Regions from separate parts of the Pan troglodytes genome. Here region 2 is linked to region 1. Evidence: chromatin contacts called from public Hi-C data. All regions are on one chromosome and are shown on one strand. Each heading gives the region's core, a stretch centred on a gene start, on an enhancer-like site or on the middle of the called end of the contact. The rest is flanking DNA. Distances are from core to core; before and after follow the strand shown. Region 1 overlaps LOC104006967 (a long non-coding RNA gene). Region 2 has its middle 370 kb from the start of HSF2.

Region 1 (6,009 bases), core at 2,036-4,535:
AAATCCCAAGACAGAGGGAGACTCATACAAGGTCACTTGGGATTAGGCACGCAAACTAATGGCCTTACTAATTGTTCCAAGGGGTCCTGTGATTGGGCGTGAAGCCAGCACACTTCAGCCAACAAAGCCTTTCAATTAGGTACAGTCGCAATGCCAAGTTCCTCAGCAAGAGCATGTGAAAAGGCTCCTTTTGACTTTTGATCAAATCCATTTAAAATCTTTGCCATGGGACACTGAAAATCACCCTTATAAAATATGCCTGGAATGTCTCATACCTGGGAACTAATATTATATGTTATTCTTACTATAGAGCTTACGACCAATGAATTGGTTCATAATGCTCTCAAGTAAATGGATTTCAAAACAAAACACTGCTGTAGATCCGGCTGGAGACAGGAAATCCACCCACATTTGCCAGCAATGTTAGACTATCTGCTTTTGAAGGCAGAGTCCTTGTCTTATACCTCTGTGCAGGTGCAGAGCCCAACATATGGTAGACATTTCATGAATTGTTTTTCTGATTGTATTGATAAGATAAACAGTGGATTCCTTGAGCTTGTAAAATATGCCTCAAACAAATAGGTGGTTTACGGTTTGGAAGACTCTTTTCTACTCTATTTTCTTGGCTACCCATGGTGAGACTTGAAATATTTGTGCTTTTAGGATAGCAGAAGAGATTTTTTTCCTACCCTGGGAAATCCAGCCCAGTGGCAGTGCGCCGACTTCGTGGTGGTTGTCTAATCCCTCCTGCTTTGGAACACTCATTTGTGCGAGATGTGAAGTCTCCTGCCTTGGATCTGATCATAGAACTATGGAGAAGGGCTTTCACTTCAGTATACTTTATTTTCTTTTCAAGTGTAAGAAAAACAAGGTTGGACCCACACGTAGTCCTGGATACTTTGTTTTCAGCTCTTATTTGTCTTTTCTATTGCATTTTTGGTGACAATAGTGATTCACAACCAAAAGAAGGATTCAGATTTATTCTCTTCAAAAGGGATACTCCCATAATTTCAACTCTGCTGAGGTAGATACAATAAGGGAAGTTAAAGAACCCCAAAGCAAAAGAGTTAGGACAGACTGCAGCAATTTCTGTGGCCTGTGGACACAATCATCTGCCTGTTCTGCCAAGCTCCCCTATGTGGAATCAAACAAGTCTTCAGAGAAAGGAATTCAATTTGTTGTTTTTCTGGTGAGGAATGCAGGAATTTAGGAGACATTGAACACTTACATCTTAACCATGAAAGTTTGGAGAATGTAACCTGGAAAAATATACTTTTATAAATTTAAACAATATTTGCAAATTCAAATTCCTATAGAGACCAACAAGGTAAGAAACAAATTTGTGAAGTGGGGCAGGTATTAGATGAAAGAAGTGTTAGGGCTGTGGCAGAGTGGTACATTTATGCCTGTTCCAAAGTTATTCAAATTATTGAACATACACACACACCTTGGGCCGAACATTTCAGTGGCTATATATAGTTTTTTGGCCATTACTTTAACCCATAGATCCTATCTGGCATTTTGTTTAGGTTGTCCATGTTAGGAAAGTTTTTCCACGTGGGACTTAAGCCTAGATCCGCTTACTGTCATGTGACATTTAAAGAGAGGTATGATTTCAAAAGAACTAAAGATTGAGCTATGTGGAAGCAGGGCCTTCTTAGCCCTTCCTAATTCACCAAAAGCTCGATCTGCTACTACAGTGACCCATTGAGGACTGTGTCTGGACCCTCACTCGGTATTCCTCTCCTTGAGCTCCCCCTAGAGGTCAGAGTCCTCCATTAACAGGCCCCCTGCTGTTACTCAGTATCTTCTGAAAGGTGAGATAAACACGCTGGAATAGGAGTGGTACTGGTGTTGCTGATGCTAAGAAAAGAACAATCAAAAGAGAACTAAGAACAATATTTATATATATTTATTCCTCACGTCTTGTTCAATAAATATTGAGGGCATACTACATGCATAAAATTATGATAGGTGTTCTGGAAAATGCAAAATCACCAATACAATACCTCGCTCTTTGGAGAAACTAAAAGCCCGCATAAAGCAACCATTCTTTCTTCCATCTTAACCATTCGTTCTGACGTCTTACAATTATCTTTCACTAATTTTTCTACTATGTACTTCTTAAGTAATGATGTTCTTAAGAATTCTTTTCGAACTTTCTTTCCTCATTTTACAGACCTTTATTTAGGTACACCTGTTCTTTCTTCTGGTTTCAGTTACCACCTATTTTCTGAAGATTTTCACCTTTATATCTCTATATCTCTAGACTGCACCCTTCCTGAGTGACAGACTTAAGCTCACAATTTTCTGCTGTAATTCTCCTTTAGAATATTTCAAAGTCAATTCGAATCCAACATATCCCAATGAAAATTCAAGGCCATAAGTATTTGGTGCCATATGTGCAATACTAGCAATAAGTGCTATGAATCTAGATCACTTTGAGCTGAGATGCCTGGGAAAGTCTTATGGCAGAGGTAGACATGGGCAAGACTTCAACAAGGGATTGTTATTGGGCAACACTGAACAAAATCAGGAGCACACCTATCATTGTTTCTTTTCTTTCTTTGTTTCTTTCTTTTTCTTTCTTTCTTTTTTTTTTTGGAGACAAAATCTCACTCTGTCACCCAGGCTGGAGTGTAGTGGTGCAATCACAGCTCACTGTAGCCTTAACTTCCTGGGCTCAAAAGATTGTCCTGCCTTAGCCTCCTCAGTATCTGGGACTACAGGCCAGTGCAGCCACACCTTGATAATTTTTAAATTTTCTGTAGAGATGAGGTCTCACTTATTGCCTAGGCTGGTCTCGATCTCCTGGTCTCAAGATATCCTCCTGCCTTGGCCTCCCTAAGTGCTGGGATTACAGGCATCAGCCACAGTGCACAGCCTTATCCCAATACTTTGGAGGTTCAAGCTCAGTTTTGACCTCTATTACAATCCATATATATATATTTTTTTTTTATTTTTTAAGTGGAAACTTTCCTCTTGGCAATCTTTTTCATTCTGTTTGTTTTATTTTTCCTCTTCTAATTGAGGAGATTGGAGATTGAAGACCAGACAAGCAGAAGTCCCAGCCATATTCAGCTCACCTCAAAAGTATACATATTTTCCAAACATTTGTAGATTTCTTGATGCCTGGAAACCGAAAAGGACAATCCTGAATCCCAGTTGAGAGGCAGCTTTTGAATGCCAGGCATTTTCTTTATTCACTCTCCCTCCACTTAAGAGTGTGGCTCTGGCTCTGCCTTTGTTTCAGCCAGTAGCTGAATGCAGCCTCTCAGGCTCACAGCACTGCCCTGTAATCCTCTGAAAGGACTGCTGTTCTTTCTGTTCCCTCCCTAGCAGTGTGGCACTTCCAGCTTAAGCAACTCTCAGCCCAACTGAACTCTTTTATAATCCCACCAGGCAAGCTCTTTTGATACTTATTTCAAAATAAAATAGATGTTTTCTTCTTTATATCTTATGCAATGTTGTTTAGAAGGAACACGGAGAGGATTTTCTGTTCCCTGAGTAATCACAGTAGTTGCTTTTCTTCCTAGAATTGTAGATAATTAAGAACATTATTTTTTTTTTTAAATGTACAACTAGGTACACCATGAAAATCTTAGCTGTGTTGTACTTTTTCATGAGAAAAAAAGTATCCTTTTTACTGTGATAGCCTCGGGGTAAAATAAGTTATACTATCACAGCTTACAAAAAAGGCAATATAGTTGTGAAAATTCACTAGAAAACAAGAGGCTCTATTAAAGAGTTCTAATATCTTGTGGTTTTTCCTTCCACGATGACAGTTATTAAAATTTTTTTAATTTTATTTATTTTTTTGTAGCCTCTTTATAGAAAACTGTCCATTTCATTTATCAACCAGAGTTAGAGATCTTTTATAATTGCATCTACTGAAGTTAATTAGGCATATTATATATCATAGCTTGTTTACCATAATGCTGGCTTTGTTCTTGATTGAAGTGTTATTTGGTGAGTCTGTTTAATGAAGGGTTATGTGTTTTCTTTTGTAATTCTAAAAGTCACAAAAAATTTAGCCCAGATGAATAAATGAAGTTAAGAAGCATTTGAAGAAAGAAAGGAAGTCTCCCAATTTTTGCTAGTTTATTAAGCTAGTGCTTGCATTGGAAAGTAGTGAAAAATCTGTTTTGTTTTTAAAGGCAAAACTAGGCAACATCGCACTTGGCTTAGGTTTTGATGGGATAGTCATTTGGCTTTTAAAAATGCATCCTACAGATACAAGAGCATGCACAGACTAGGAACCGGCATGACTTGTTTCAAAGTTAAGGACACAAATATGGTTATAATATAGTCATCTCCACCCTACCTCCACCAATCAATCATTTACTCCCCTGTACCTCTTTTTAGAAAACAAAACAAAACAAAATAAAATGATATCTTTCTTTAAGACCCAACTTCGCTTTCCCTGCTAGGCAAAAAAAAGAAGAAGGAAAAACAAAAACAAAAACAAAAAAAAAAGAAGAAGAAGAAAAATCCAAGAACCCTAGGAAGGGTGACACTTGTCTTGATTCCAACACTAAACAGAAAGGAAACTATCTGCCCTATTAGACTCCTTCTGCCATTGCTGTTCCCTGGCACACAATGTTGATGTTAAGACCTGAGCCTGCAGATTGATGGACAGTGGGTGTGTGCCATCGCTGAGGTATTCTCGCTGTTATATATACCTGCCAGGCCATAGGGGTGTCCTGTATTATGTGCCAAGGTGATAGCTCTTTTTAGTTCATATCACCATGCTCAGCTACTGTTGCTGAAAGCACATAAAATGGGAGGAAAGGGTATTTCAGAGGTGTAAAATAGCATGTGTTACACTTCGAGACAGAAGAGGTATGGTCATGTCTAGACAGAGAAATACACTGGAAAACATCACTTTCTAACAGTGGATAACTTTGGACTATAGGATCATAGATGACTTTGTTTCAACTTTCTTAGTCTTCTGCAAGAAAACCACATTACCTTATTATTTAAAAATGTTTTAGTACCCAAAGGAGTAAAAAATCAGTGACAGAGGAAAAAACAAAACCTAGAAGTGATATTATTTTTATTTTTATTATTATTATTTTTGAGATAGGTTCTCACTGTCACCCAGGCTGGAGTGCAGTGGCCCAATCATAGCACTGCAGCCTTGAACTCCTGTCTTCAAATGATCCTCCCACCTCAGCCTCCTGAGTAGCTGGGACTACAGGAACACACCATCATGAATAGCTAATTTTTAATTTTAATTTTTTTTTTGGAGAGATGGAGTCTCCCTATGTTGTCCAGGCTGGTCTTGAACTCCTGAGCTCAAGTGGTCCTCCCACCTCAGCCTTCCAAAGTTTTGTGATTATAGGCGTGAACCACTGTGTCCAGCTAGTAATATTTTAAAAAGTGTTATGGAGCAGTACTCAAGCTGTATAAGAAGAAGAAAATGAAAAAATGAATTCATCAGATTTAAGGAAAACATTGATGTAGGAATCCAGTTCTCAAATAAAGCCTGGATCTGGGTACTGGCAGATTCTGTGGAGAAGGTTATAGAGAAATAAGAAAGAATGTAGGGCTGAATTCAGCACGGAAGGTTTTCTCACCTGTTTTTTCTATCTCAAAGGTGCCACCCACAGAGATGCCTGAGAATTTTCCTTAGTCCTTCACTCCCTTCTATTTCAGGATTTAGCTTTATGTCTTTGTTTTCCTGCATCTTGAATGTGATATATCAAAGTATAAATATTTTTATGCTCATCCTGGTTGGTGTCCTCTGAACTTCTTGGATCTGTTGTTTTGTGACTTTGAGGGGAGACAACCGTCTTGCCCTGCTCAGGTGCAACAGCAGATAACATGCAGATTATCAACTAAAGTAACTAGAATCAGTCATTAACTATGCCCCTTGTCCCTCTTCCTATCTCCTTTTGGCTTTATTACTATTAAGGCATAGTAAAACCAACAGACCAGGAGATAACCGCCATTGAAAAGGTAGTTTATTATACTCTCAGATCCCAAGAGAAGGAGTACAGGTCATGC
Region 2 (6,526 bases), core at 2,097-4,596, 180 kb after region 1:
GTGCTCTATTAGAATTTGGCTGGAGATGTTGATGTTATTTTAGTTTCTGTGAGCAACTACTAGGATACTTTTGGCAAATGAGGTGGTTAAAGGAGGGTCGTAAAAAATAATCATAAATTATTACAGGTTTTATGGCACACAATTCACAGTGTTTTCCAAATTTGTGGCCTAAGCTATGTATCTGTGATGAATGAAAATCTCATTTTTTAATTCCAAAAATTCACAAAATATATTTCCAGATTATTGTTTTCAAGGATCCTTTAGCAATAAAATAAGCAGTTAAAATGAATATCCTCTGCATCACACTAAGAAGCAGAGAATAACTTGTGGCTAGGTATCCCAAATTTCAAGTCAGGTTCCTTCTAGACACGTCTGTGCACCAAATGAAAATGCAAAGCATTTCATTATATAGTATATCATTTGATTTCCAATTAATAAATGGAAGACTTATTTCTAACAGTTTCTTTCTCTGTTCACATCTAGACATATAATATGAAATGTGGAAGGAAGTTCTAGTTTGATAGTGTCTCAATTACAATTGCCAAAAGTAATTATCTATATTTCCAAAAAAGACAGTCATCCCTCTTTCAGGCAGTAGACAAAACATTTTAAATGGGTTTTAAACACTCCTTCTACATGAGTATGTCTCTTTCCCAATGAACCTCAGTACACTTTGTTATTAGCTATCCTTGCTGTTAGGTAGAGGAATTGCAAAATTTATTCTGCATATCCTTATCTTTACTACTATTGGAAAAGCAGAAAAGATTGCTGAAATAGCTTCATTTACTGAGTGTTGGAACAAACTTACCAGTTAAGAATAATTGTAGAGTATAAATAATGAAAAAATGTATTGAGGAAAGAAAGGAAAAATATTATATTGTCTGTTTTATAATTCAAGCTAAGATGGCAAGAAATGACTTAAAAATGTGTTTTGTTTTTAAATTATAGATTCACAGGAAGTTGAAAATGGAAAAAAGTAGTATTACCTTCCACTCAGTTTCCCCCAGTGGTTGCCTGCTACACAACTGTAGGACAGTATCAAAACCAGAAAAATCAACATTGCTACAATATTAATACTTTATCATGTGTGTAGATTTGTGTAATGACCACCACAATCAAGACACAGAACTGTGACATCACCACAAATGTCACTCTTTTCTCTCCTTATCCTTTTATAGCACTCTCCTGCCACCATCTGTAACCTCTGGCAACCTTTAATTTGTTCTCCATCTCTGTAATTTTGTCATTTCCAGCATGCTATATAAATGGAATCATACAATACACGGCCTTTAGAGACTGGCTCTTCTCCACACAGCATGGTACCCTTGAGATTCATCCAAGCAGTTGCATATATGAACAGTTCATTTATTTTCATTGGAATAAATGCCCAGCAGTATCAATGCTGGGTCATATAATAAGTGTATGTTGAATTTTTAAGAAACTACCAAACTGTTTTCCAGAATGACTGTAACATTTTACATTCTCCCCAGCAATGTATGAGAGATCCAGTTTCTCTGCATCCTCCCCTGCATCTGGTATTGTCACTATTTTCACTTTGGCTGTTCTAATAGGTGTTTGATGATACTTCATTATGGTCTCAGATTGCATTTCCTTAATGCTAATGATTTTGAACATCTTTTCATGTATTTATTGTCATCTGTATATCCTCTTCAAATAAGTTATGTCTATTTATTTTAAATATATTTATAGGATACAAATTGATATCACAGAATATCAAATGATTTCTTTAATTAGTAAGTATATTTGTTAATCAAATATGTTGGATTTTTCTGTAAAGGGTCCTTGGTGACAACTCCAGGAATTATATGCAATAAAATTACAATGGATATACAATTCTATAATCAAGGACTGTTAGTCGAGTTTAAGAAACATTTTCAAACAGTAAAAAAAAATACAAATAGCAAACTCCCCAAATAAACCAAGTAAAATAAAAAGCTAAACCCTCAATGTTTTCCACGTAATTTTAAAACCGTGAGTAAGGTTGTAATTGTAAGACAATACAAAGGAAAGTCTGATGATAATGTTTTGTCTAGAAAAAAATATTTTGTACAGAATAAGTTGATTTAATGAATGTACTCATAACAATCAGAAGGTGAGAAAAGGACATTTAATCTAATCACATTTCTACATAGAATAAGTTGTTCAAATGGGTTTCCTTTGTCCTTGTTTTCATTTCTTATTAGTAACACAAGGAAAGCTACTGACTCCACACACAATACGATAAGTAGACTTATCATAGGGGAACCAAATGCTGACATGATAGTTATTGAAACTATATTTTGAAAGTAGCTGACAATTCTCCTGAATGATTCAATTAACTTAGGTTAAATTATTTATTAATTCATTTAGGCAGTATTCATTAAGTACCCATAGTCTATCTTAACTAATCAAATACTGTGTAAAACTCTTGGGATCCATGAACATATACAACATATTCCATGCTTTTCAGAGACTTAAAATACAATACAGGGAGACAGAATTGTATAAAGCTTAAGTGCACTAATGTTTCCTTAAAATTTTTAAAGAAAAAGAATGATATCTGATGGTCCAGGATGGTTACCTCTCTGAACTTATAACAAAACTGTTCTGAATATTTACTTGATAGAGTTCATTTACACAGTCCTTTGTTCCTATTTATTTTCACTTATAAACTGTTTTTAAAGTCATGAAAAAAACAGCAAAAAGAGAAAGATGAAAAGAGATGGTAGCTGAAAGCAACATTCTATACCTAACAGTTATGAATTATGTTTTATTCATTTTGCTCTATTAATTTCTCCAAAAGATTGTAGTTGTTTCTGGCTAATGGAAATACTATGTATATCTGTTGTGTACTGCAAATATATACATATTTTGGTTATTGAATACCTAAATGCATGTATAGATACTACATTGTATATGTGGCCCTGATATGAAAGGCATATTAGAATTCAAGAAGGCATGGTGGGTAGTCATTTCCCATAAATTTGAAGTGTTTCTCAGACTGAAGATCCTAAGGAAGAAAAAAATGCTTGTGTAAAGTAAGAGTGCTCCCTATAGAGCTGGAAGGATTTTTAAAGAAAGGAAATGGAAATGATTTTTCTGAATTTCACTCAGGACCAAATACAAGGACAAGAAAAGATGTGATCTAAGTAGATTTCTTAAGTGTTTCAAATTTGAAAGTGGTTAATGAAGTGTGTTAAACATATCCATCTCTGAAAAATATCTAGAATAGAATTTCCCTTTCCAAGATCTAATAGATAAGATGAACTGGATTCCTTCTCCAGGTCACTCTAACCTCTGAGAAATCCATGTGTTCTCTTCTGTAAGAACAGAGCCTCGTCCTCTCCTCCCCTACCCTGATCAGGTGAGGCAATTGACATTTTGTAACTGCTTTCCTAATGGGAATACCATAATAAACAGTGCCATCTACTGACTAACGTATGTCATTGAATACCTCTCAATAGTAGTAATCATTCTTGGGATTGGAAATCCTACTGTAATATTTCTTATATGTTTACATCAGTCACATTTCATAGATACTTAAAGCTGCAGGTAATGTAGATATCATTTCTTTTTATCTTTTTTGGATTTCTAAGAGATGAGGAGATTGAGATCCAAAAAGATCAATTTGCCCAAAATTTTGACGTAGCATTTTTCATTGAGTACCACTGTCAACTGAATCTTGAGATGGTAGGAAATTTAACATTTAGAGCTAGCAATCAGTCTGCAAAGTTGTCTATCCATTGATAAAAGAGTCTGACAGATGATTAATGAAACAAGCATGAAATCAATATAGCAAAGCAAGTTGGCAAACTGCTGATGTAAAGTTTGGGGAGAAGTACATGCTGACGTGCAGGCTTACAAAAAAAAATGAAAGAGGAAATAAAGTACTTTGCTTCTCTGTTCTTAACAACAGATGGTTGCAACTGTTTGATGATTGTTTTAGAAGATGTGTTTTGTCATCACAAAAACATAATATAAAAAATGAATCCATTATGTTTTAAGACACATCTTGTCAATACCAATTTATAGCTTGAACTAAAATAAATCTAGCTATACTATATAATCTTTGAATTTATGGCAATTAGGCTGAGTAAAACAGGGTCAACTCAATAAAAAGGCTTTTTTTCATTATCAATAATTAAGCCTTATTTGGTTTCTATTTGTGCCCAAGAAACCCACTTAATATTTATTTCTATAAATAATATTCTTAATATTTATTTCTTAATTCTTAATACTTATTTCTATAAATATTAAGTTATTTCTATAAATATTAAGCCACATCTAAATATTGTATTCAGATAGGCTCATAGTTACATCATTCACAACATTTTAGTGCAGGGCCTTGTTAATGTAAGGGGCTTAACGAATATTTGTGGAATGGAACACTGGCGGAAAGATATTCTACCTTCTCATTTAAGGTGGTAAGTTGTCAAGTTGATTACTATAACGGGCTAAAGTATTTTGTTATTAATGGTTTTAGGCTCATGCAAGTTTATATAAAGCATATGAGAATATTAGAAAATATAAAAGTAAGTTTATATAAATGAGAATATTAGAAAATTTACAGCAACTTAGGAAATTTGGGGTTAATCAGCAGCCGGGTGAATCATATTAGAAAATATTGCTAAGTACAACACTCAAATTTTATCATATTTTCTACCTTTCAAACTTAGAGGTAAACAAAAGTACTGAAAACCTAGGTTTGACCATAAGTTGGGACCATACGAGCATAGAGAGTTTGAGAATATGGCTTTCTTTCTCTGCTAACTGTACTCCCAATACCTTTCCTTGAGTCACACTAGAGTTATCTAAGGAGCCAGAATCCACCAGAACCAAGACACCAAAGGTAATAGCATAGCCAAAGCACTGGAAAAATGTGCTTTCATAAGAGTTGCACTGCTCTGCAGGATACACATGGCTTTGAAAGTGGTTTTGAGATTAAAGACAGGGACTCACACTGAGGGTATATTCCAAGTCTCCACAAAGATGTCCTCTTGGCACAGGATCAGGACAAAGCCTAGAAATGCTGACTGCAGCAACTGAAGCAAATCCCAAAACCACATGACCGTTCAACAGAACACACGGATACTTGTTCTCCACACATGTATGTTGAGGTTTGGATAGGATTTCAAAATAGTTCACACTCAGCATCTTCTATTTCCAGGATCTTATTTGATGACCCCCTTCTCTTTCAATTATTTGATCAGAAGACTTGGAAAACATGACTCGACTTCATTTTCCTATTCATCTCAGAATTAATTTACATGCTGTATTTGCCATTTATGTGGTGCATTTATGTTCTGTGCCTTTTTTTTAAATCTCATGTTAGCAGAAATTTTAGACCTGTTTAAATTATATTTATTTGCAGGTGACTAGTAAAATGAGGATAATACAGTATGAACATGTTCCCTCTTCTTCCTGCTCTCTTTCTTTCTATTATGTTAAGTCCTCAGATACTCAAAACTGAAATACATCTTGATATGGTTTGGCTGTGTCCCCACCCAAATCTCAACTTGAATTGTATCTCCCAGAATTCCCATGTGTTGTGGGAGGGACCCAGGGGGAGGTAATTGAATCATGGGGGCCGGTCTTTCCCATGCTATTGCCGTGATAGTGAATAAGTCTCACAAGATCTGATGGGTTTATCAGGGGTTTCTGCTTTTGCTTCTTCCTCATTTTCTCTTGCTGCTGTCGTGTAAGGATGCCTTTCATCTCCTGCCATGATTCTGAGGCCTCCCCAGCCATGTGGAACTGTAAGTCCAATTAAAGCTCTTTTTCTTCCCAGTCTTGGGTATGTCTTTATCAGCAGCATGAAGATGGACTAATACACATCCACTACATGATTACCAATATCTGTGGGCCAGTTATAAACTGCTTCATATAAATTTTGCAGTTAATAAACTGACTTAGGATTTGGTCAGTTTGGTCCCTAAATTTAAGGGAGAAAGGGTGTGTCTGTGTGTGTGTGAGTGTGTGTGTGTAAAAGACAGAAGAAATATCAAAGCATACACATATCTATAGAGGCAACACTAACAACAAATAAGGAACATTCACTATGAGAAGAAGCCCAACCTATTACCCATTAAAAAAATTTAAAGCACAAATAGGTTGTAAAGAAATTTTATTTCATTTTACTTATTTATTTATTCATTTATTTATTTATTTATAGGAGGTATCTCGCTCTTGTTGCCCCGGCTGGAGTGCAGTGTCATGATCTTGGTTTACTGCAATGTCTGCTTCCCGGGTTGAAGCCATTCTCCTGCCTCAGCTCTCCGAGTAGCTGGGATTACAGGAATACACGGCCATGCCCAGCTAATTTTTGTGTTTTTAGTAGAGTCAGGGTTTTGTCATGTTGGCCAGGTCTTGAACCTCTGACCTCAAGTGATTTGCCTGCCTGGGCCTCCCAAAGTGCTGGGATTACAGGTGTGAGCCACCATGTCCGGCCAAGAAGTTTTAAAATGTAGAATGCACCACAGACGAAGAGAAACGGCAAGGCTCTGTTTAATCCTCCCATTTTCCATAG

The links. Hi-C and Micro-C count contacts between places; a contact is called where the count stands out from the background.
Region 2: a Hi-C map of induced pluripotent stem cells shows a contact between it and region 1, with 2.1 times the contacts expected there. The contact joins two enhancer-like sites. A contact is called at or near these places in 4 of 7 Hi-C or Micro-C datasets (blood, induced pluripotent stem cells and stem cell-derived neural progenitor cells).

The regions. Positions count from the first base shown.
Region 1 is chr5:133,721,031-133,727,039 of NHGRI_mPanTro3-v2.0_pri, forward strand. The region is part of intron 1 of LOC104006967 (a long non-coding RNA gene); the gene reads left to right. Among named protein-coding and RNA genes, the nearest start is that of GJA1, 410 kb to the left of the region's middle. Within about 2 kb of position 3,286, at least 8 of the 24 cell types and tissues checked have an H3K27ac peak or open chromatin away from gene starts, as enhancers often do. A contact at or near this core is called in induced pluripotent stem cells, where this site is marked.
Region 2 is chr5:133,902,910-133,909,435 of NHGRI_mPanTro3-v2.0_pri, forward strand. No RefSeq gene overlaps it. Among named protein-coding and RNA genes, the nearest start is that of HSF2, 370 kb to the right of the region's middle. Within about 2 kb of position 3,347, at least 1 of the 24 cell types and tissues checked has an H3K27ac peak or open chromatin away from gene starts, as enhancers often do. A contact at or near this core is called in induced pluripotent stem cells, where this site is marked.